2 separate regions of the Mus musculus genome follow, and region 2 is linked to region 1. A link is a contact called in public Hi-C data. All regions are on one chromosome and are shown on one strand. Each heading gives the region's core, a stretch centred on a gene start, on an enhancer-like site or on the middle of the called end of the contact. The rest is flanking DNA. Distances are from core to core; before and after follow the strand shown. Region 1 has its middle 24 kb from the start of Gm19866. Region 2 has its middle 53 kb from the start of Gm5084.

Region 1 (2,700 bases), core at 10-2,509:
ATACATACATACATATATACACATGCACACACATATATATTCACACATATACATACATATATACATACACACATACATATATACACACATGTATATACATACATATACATATACACACACATACATACATACATATTCATCAAGTTCATAGCACTGTGTCGCTATTCAGACAAAACCATTCGCCCAGTACAGATCTGAGAGAAACACATGAATAGAAAGATCCAGAAGGTACAAAGCTGGGCTCTGTAGTTCACACCTGTAATTCCAGGACTTGAGAGGCTGACACAGGAAGATCATGATATCAGGACCAGCCTGGGTTACATAATGATTATAGGCTGGCGGTCTCCACAATGACAACGCCTAACACTGCACAAGACGCTTCTCCTTCTACGACTTCTACTCTTGAGTTTCATAGAACAAAGAGAAACCCTCAGAACACATGGCTTGTGAGTTGTTTTGTTGTAAGCCTTTGGGTAGGCAAACAGAGAGATGTCTGTGACTGTGGCAATGCTGGCCACTGGAAACTCATGACATCAGCTGCCCCCTCATGGCTCGATGATTAACTTTCGAAGGTCTCTCTGTGGTTTCCAAGAGAAAACGCAGCGAGCTCACATGACATAAGGCTCGGCGTGCCTCGTGAGCACACACCTTTCACTCCTTCCTGTTGTCCTTCTGCACTCACAACCCTGCCCTCCAGTTGTGACTGCACACTAAAACCTGGCATTACAAAGCCCTTGCTGTTTTTCAACTCAGAGTAAAAGTGAGTACACACCTCAAGCGTTCATAGGGGTCAGTCAGAAAAGACTCGAGGTTTCTAACAAAATAAAGGCACAGTTGGGTCTTGCTTTTCTATGGGGGTCATCAGCCTCATGTATCATGTGTCATCTGACCAGAGTTCAAGGGCTAATTTCTCAGGCACTGAGAGAGAACAGGAGATAGGCAAGCCACTAACCTTCAGTGTCCCCAAAGGAATGCCAGTCAAATCATCCTTAGAATTGTTGCAATGACTGGGAACAAATAAACACTCTCAACCTGGGAACACTGCTGGACCTCGGACACCTTTCTGTCTTCGACAGTGGGAAGCCCCTGAGTGAGTAACTCAACCCCTCGCCTGGTTTTGATCTGGCCTCTGGGAGCTGCACCCCCTCCCCCGGGAGCAAAACTTCTCCTCCTCCTCCTAAGGCCCTGTCTGCATAGACTCCTCTAGGGGCCTAGGAGTCATATTGTCACAGACAGCCATAAAATGTTTATAGCTGCCAGGATCCATTGATCAGCGAGTCAACCGTGCATGCAGTAAAAGTGCTTCGTGTGAGAATTCAGAAGCCAGGGCACAGCAGGCCACAGTTGCCGCTTGGCTGCTGAGGTAGTTTCATGGTGCTGCCGGGTCCCACCTGTTCACTCACCTCCCTCTAAATAGACAGTAAATATACATCCCCAATAATTAAAGAAAGGCAGATTGTTCTTAAGTTAAAATAGAGAACTGTAGGTGAGAGATCATGCTTGTTTGAGGGGCTTAAAGTATCTGGACATAATCCTCAAGCCACCCATGGAGGCTGAGACCTGGAGGGGTGGGGACAGGGAACAAGGAGCGGGCTCTGCTGAGGGAGCAAAGGGGATCACTCTGTTTTCACAGTTGTATTGTAAAAACAACCGCTAATACCCAGAAGACCCAAGAGCAGCCCTCCATGGCTTATCTGAGAAGCCACTCCCCGTCTCACACCCTGTCTAGACCGAACTGGGCATTATCAACCACCTCTATAGATGAAGCAGGAACCTATTCTGACAGACCCGGGCCTAACGAGCCTGCTGCTGTGGAAAATTCAGAAGGAAATAGATTGCTTTCCACCTCAGATAACTGAAAAGGGGACCTCTCAGGCCTGACACCCTCCATTCTGCCTGAGACACGTCATCTCTCACTCTTGACTAACAAAGTCCCTGAGTCTGACTGAAAGGAAGGAAATGAGAGACAGGCTCCTTAAGTATCTCCATCAGAAGCCAAGGTCTGCGCGGAAATCCCAGTGGGGCCTAGTAGACTCCTACTGTGGGCACTGCCACCTCGTGCCTCCTATTTAAGATGCCCAGCGCGTGGAGGACAATGCTTACTACTTCCCCTCGATAGGCTCCACCAGGCCTATACATCTATAGGTACCTATGTAGTCATCGGTACCATAAGGGCTGTTCCAGCCAACAGAACATATCGTTCTGGGAAAGGACACAGTCCCGTGGGAGCTGTCACTACTACCCAGAAACCTCTTGCTCTGCTCTGAACATACTGTTGTGGAAACCACAACCATGCTGCAACAGCTCAGGGAGACCGGGAGCAAAGGCATTTCTGTCCCATTCATTCATTGAACACTTAGGTATCTACCACACCCCATTATCACTGTTCAGTGCTCCTATCAACTCATTTAAGCACTGTACACCCAATACTAAAGAAGATCAGTAAAAGAAAGGGCAAAGCTACGCCAGTGCCAGTTGCAAGTTACATGCCACGCAAGCATTCCCAGGGAAGTAAATGGAGACTGAAGCTCAGCACAGGGGCAGACAACCCTCTTGCTTTGTCACTGCCTCAGTCTCCCCATCTGTAAAATGGGAATGGCCGTGACCTCTGTGGGTCATGCCCTGTAAGGAGCAAACCAAAGAGACTAGAAAAGTCTTCAAGGAGTGTCATATTGACATCAAGACCAAGTGTTAGAATCT
Region 2 (2,700 bases), core at 124-2,623, 370 kb before region 1:
AACACTCATTGCTACACATACATACAAATGAATCAACATACAAATGCAATCTACTGAGTCACGTCAGCTCAGTGCTGCCTGCATGTATATACTTTTAGGGCTGAGCATGACTCAGATAACCAATCAGAGGGCTCAGATAACCAAAGTGCTCATATAACCAATTAGCGGGTTTGGATAACCAATGGGCTCGATAACCAATCAGAGGGTGGGAACCCATCAAGATTTCTTCCGTCTGCATTGGGATGTCAATTGGTGCTGGAATTGTTCCGGCCCTGTTACAGTAGGCTTGTTGTTGAGATTTCATGAGCGTAGCTTCCTTGTCATAGCTGGAAGGCACAATCTGACAGCAGACTTCCTGGCTCTCTTGTGCTTACCATCTTTCAGCCCCTTCTTCCATGATGTTCCCTGAGCCTTGGGTGCAGGCACTGCTTTGCAGGTATACTGTCTTCTTCCATCCTTCCCCATTAAAGATGCCTCCCCATATTTTTCCCATTACCCCTTCAATCATATCACCTATATCCTTAACATACAATAATCTTGAACTCATGAACGCCAGGCAGAGTTCACGGGTGTCCAACAGTATGCTGGCACACACAGTGGGAGATGAATAAGGTACCTGTTTAGAACCAAGGCTGCAGTGAAGCTGTGGAATTCATCGCAGGTGAGCCCTGCCAAAATACCTTGGAGTCATTTCCATTTGATTTGACTTTGGTTGTTGCATATACAGACACCTTTTAAAATTTTATTTCTTGCTTATTTCTTTTGTTTTATTTATCCAAATGTTTGCTGACCCCACTTGCAGTTCCACAACCCTACGTAGGACTTGATAGTAAATGCTGGGGAGAAGGTCTAAAGGGCCGTATGCTCGGAGCTGGAGTGGAGGTTGACCGTTCGAGACTGCATCTCAGCTGCTCTTGGGGTAGCCAGCACCAGAACTGAACTAGAGCTCACCTGGCAGCAGGCAGTCATTGACAGCTTTCCCCCAACAGGAGGTGCTTAGGAGTTCTTTCTCCCCAGTGGAGCAAGGCCCTTCTCCTTTCTTCTCCTGAATTCTTGGAAATGGGTTCCTCTATCTGACCTCAGATACACGGGGAAAAGGAGAGAGAAACTTTGGCCAAAGCAGAGACCGAACTGAGAAGAGGGGTTACTTTAAAATACACTTAGTAACTAAACAATCGAAAAACTCTGGACCAGAGATGACTGGGCAGGTAAAGGTGCTTGCTGGGAGAAGGTGACTCCTGCAAGCTTTCCTCTGACCTCCACACATGCCTTGTGGAATGTGTCCCCTCCTTAAAGAAATAAACAAAAAGCTTTGGCTGAGTTATTGCCGCATCATTCTCGCTATATAGTCTCATCTGATTGATTGCAGAGGCTGCCTCATGAGGCTGTGCCAGAGTGCAGGGACACAGTGCAGCGATCAACTAACCATGCCTGGTAGGATCACAGACAGCCTGCTTACTTTTTTTTTTTTCCTATGAATCTCCTCCCAAAGGTGACTGTGAGTTTTGCAAAGCAAGCAAAGAAAAAGGAAGGGAATGGAGGAGAGGGGAGGGGAGGGGAGGGGAGGGGAGGGGAGGGGAGGGGAGGGGAGGGGAGGGGAGGGGAGGGGAGGGGAGGAAGGGAAGAAGGGAGAAGGAAGGAAGGTTGGAAGGGAAGAAGGGAGGAGGGAGGAGGAAAAAGGAGGGAAGGAAGGAAGCAGGCAGGCATTTTGTAGTCTGGGGGGGGGTGGTACTTATGGGGTGGGACGTGGTAAAACCTATATGGTATAGATAAATACTCTGACCCAGATGAGAGGTTAAATAAAGCAACCTGACTTGAGTGAGTAATGGAGCAAGACAGAGATCTGACTTTGAAATCTAACTAGAGTTCTGCAGTTGCAAATAACCCTGAATAAAATCTGAGGGGAAATGTTTTGAGGTTTCCAACCCTGGGATAGTCATGGATGCTGTGACTCCCAGAGGCCTTTTGCACTGAGACATCCTTCTGGGTAGAGACTGACATGACCTCAAACAAAACAAAACAAAAAAAAACAAAACAAAACAACAAAACAAAACAAAAAACACAGCAAACTTAGAAGCTTTCTGGGCTGGAATCTGCCTGGGACGCATGGTCTGAAAGGAAAGGCAGTTTCTTGTTTTCCCTGTTGACCTAACTATGAGAGTTGCTCCCAGTAAGCTCAGATTACAGCAGGCAATGAGCAACATCTCCTAGCTGGTATTAGGATGAACCAAAGATCCGAGGAGCACGAGGTATGGGCAGGACTACGGAAACCCAGGGCAGCAGTTCCGGCTGGCGTGCCGCAGGAAGGACTCAGGATAGGTGATGAAAATACCAGATGCCAGCCTCAGACGTCTCAACAGCCTGAGCTCTCTCCATAGAGCTAAACTGGAAGTCAAAGGCTGCCTGTGTATGTGCTAACCTGGGAGTGTTCTGGACAGTGTCTTTCTTCATCTTTGCATTCTATGTGTTAGGAAAGGAAAAAAAAAAAAAGAAAGAAAAAGACTGCCACTGTCCCTAAGTCTAGATTCAATAATGTTTGTGGTACCATATAATCACATGTATATAAATGTGTAGCTAAATTTTACTGGGTTGGATGTAAATAGTGTTTTGGGCATCAGGCAGCAGGGTTCTTTGGTGTAGATTAGAGGTTAGCTCTTCGGTTCCAGGTTTCTAACTAAACCTTCCCTGTGAGTGGAGAGG

The links. Hi-C and Micro-C count contacts between places; a contact is called where the count stands out from the background.
Region 2: a Hi-C map of nephron progenitors shows a contact between it and region 1, with 3 times the contacts expected there. The contact joins two enhancer-like sites. A contact is called at or near these places in 1 of 15 datasets of contacts at CTCF or cohesin (the NIH/3T3 cell line), 29 of 484 Hi-C or Micro-C datasets (cerebral cortex, differentiating embryonic stem cells, embryonic limb bud and 8 more), 2 of 115 datasets of contacts at active chromatin or transcription factors (embryonic stem cells and pancreatic cancer cells) and 2 of 9 other capture datasets (embryonic tail and embryonic trunk).

What each region holds. Positions count from the first base shown.
Region 1 is chr13:59,891,065-59,893,764 of GRCm38.p6, reverse strand. No RefSeq gene overlaps it. Among named protein-coding and RNA genes, the nearest start is that of Gm19866, 24 kb to the left of the region's middle. Within about 2 kb of position 1,259, at least 28 of the 459 cell types and tissues checked have an H3K27ac peak or open chromatin away from gene starts, as enhancers often do. A contact at or near this core is called in nephron progenitors, where this site is marked.
Region 2 is chr13:60,256,759-60,259,458 of GRCm38.p6, reverse strand. No RefSeq gene overlaps it. Among named protein-coding and RNA genes, the nearest start is that of Gm5084, 53 kb to the right of the region's middle. Within about 2 kb of position 1,373, at least 22 of the 459 cell types and tissues checked have an H3K27ac peak or open chromatin away from gene starts, as enhancers often do. A contact at or near this core is called in nephron progenitors, where this site is marked.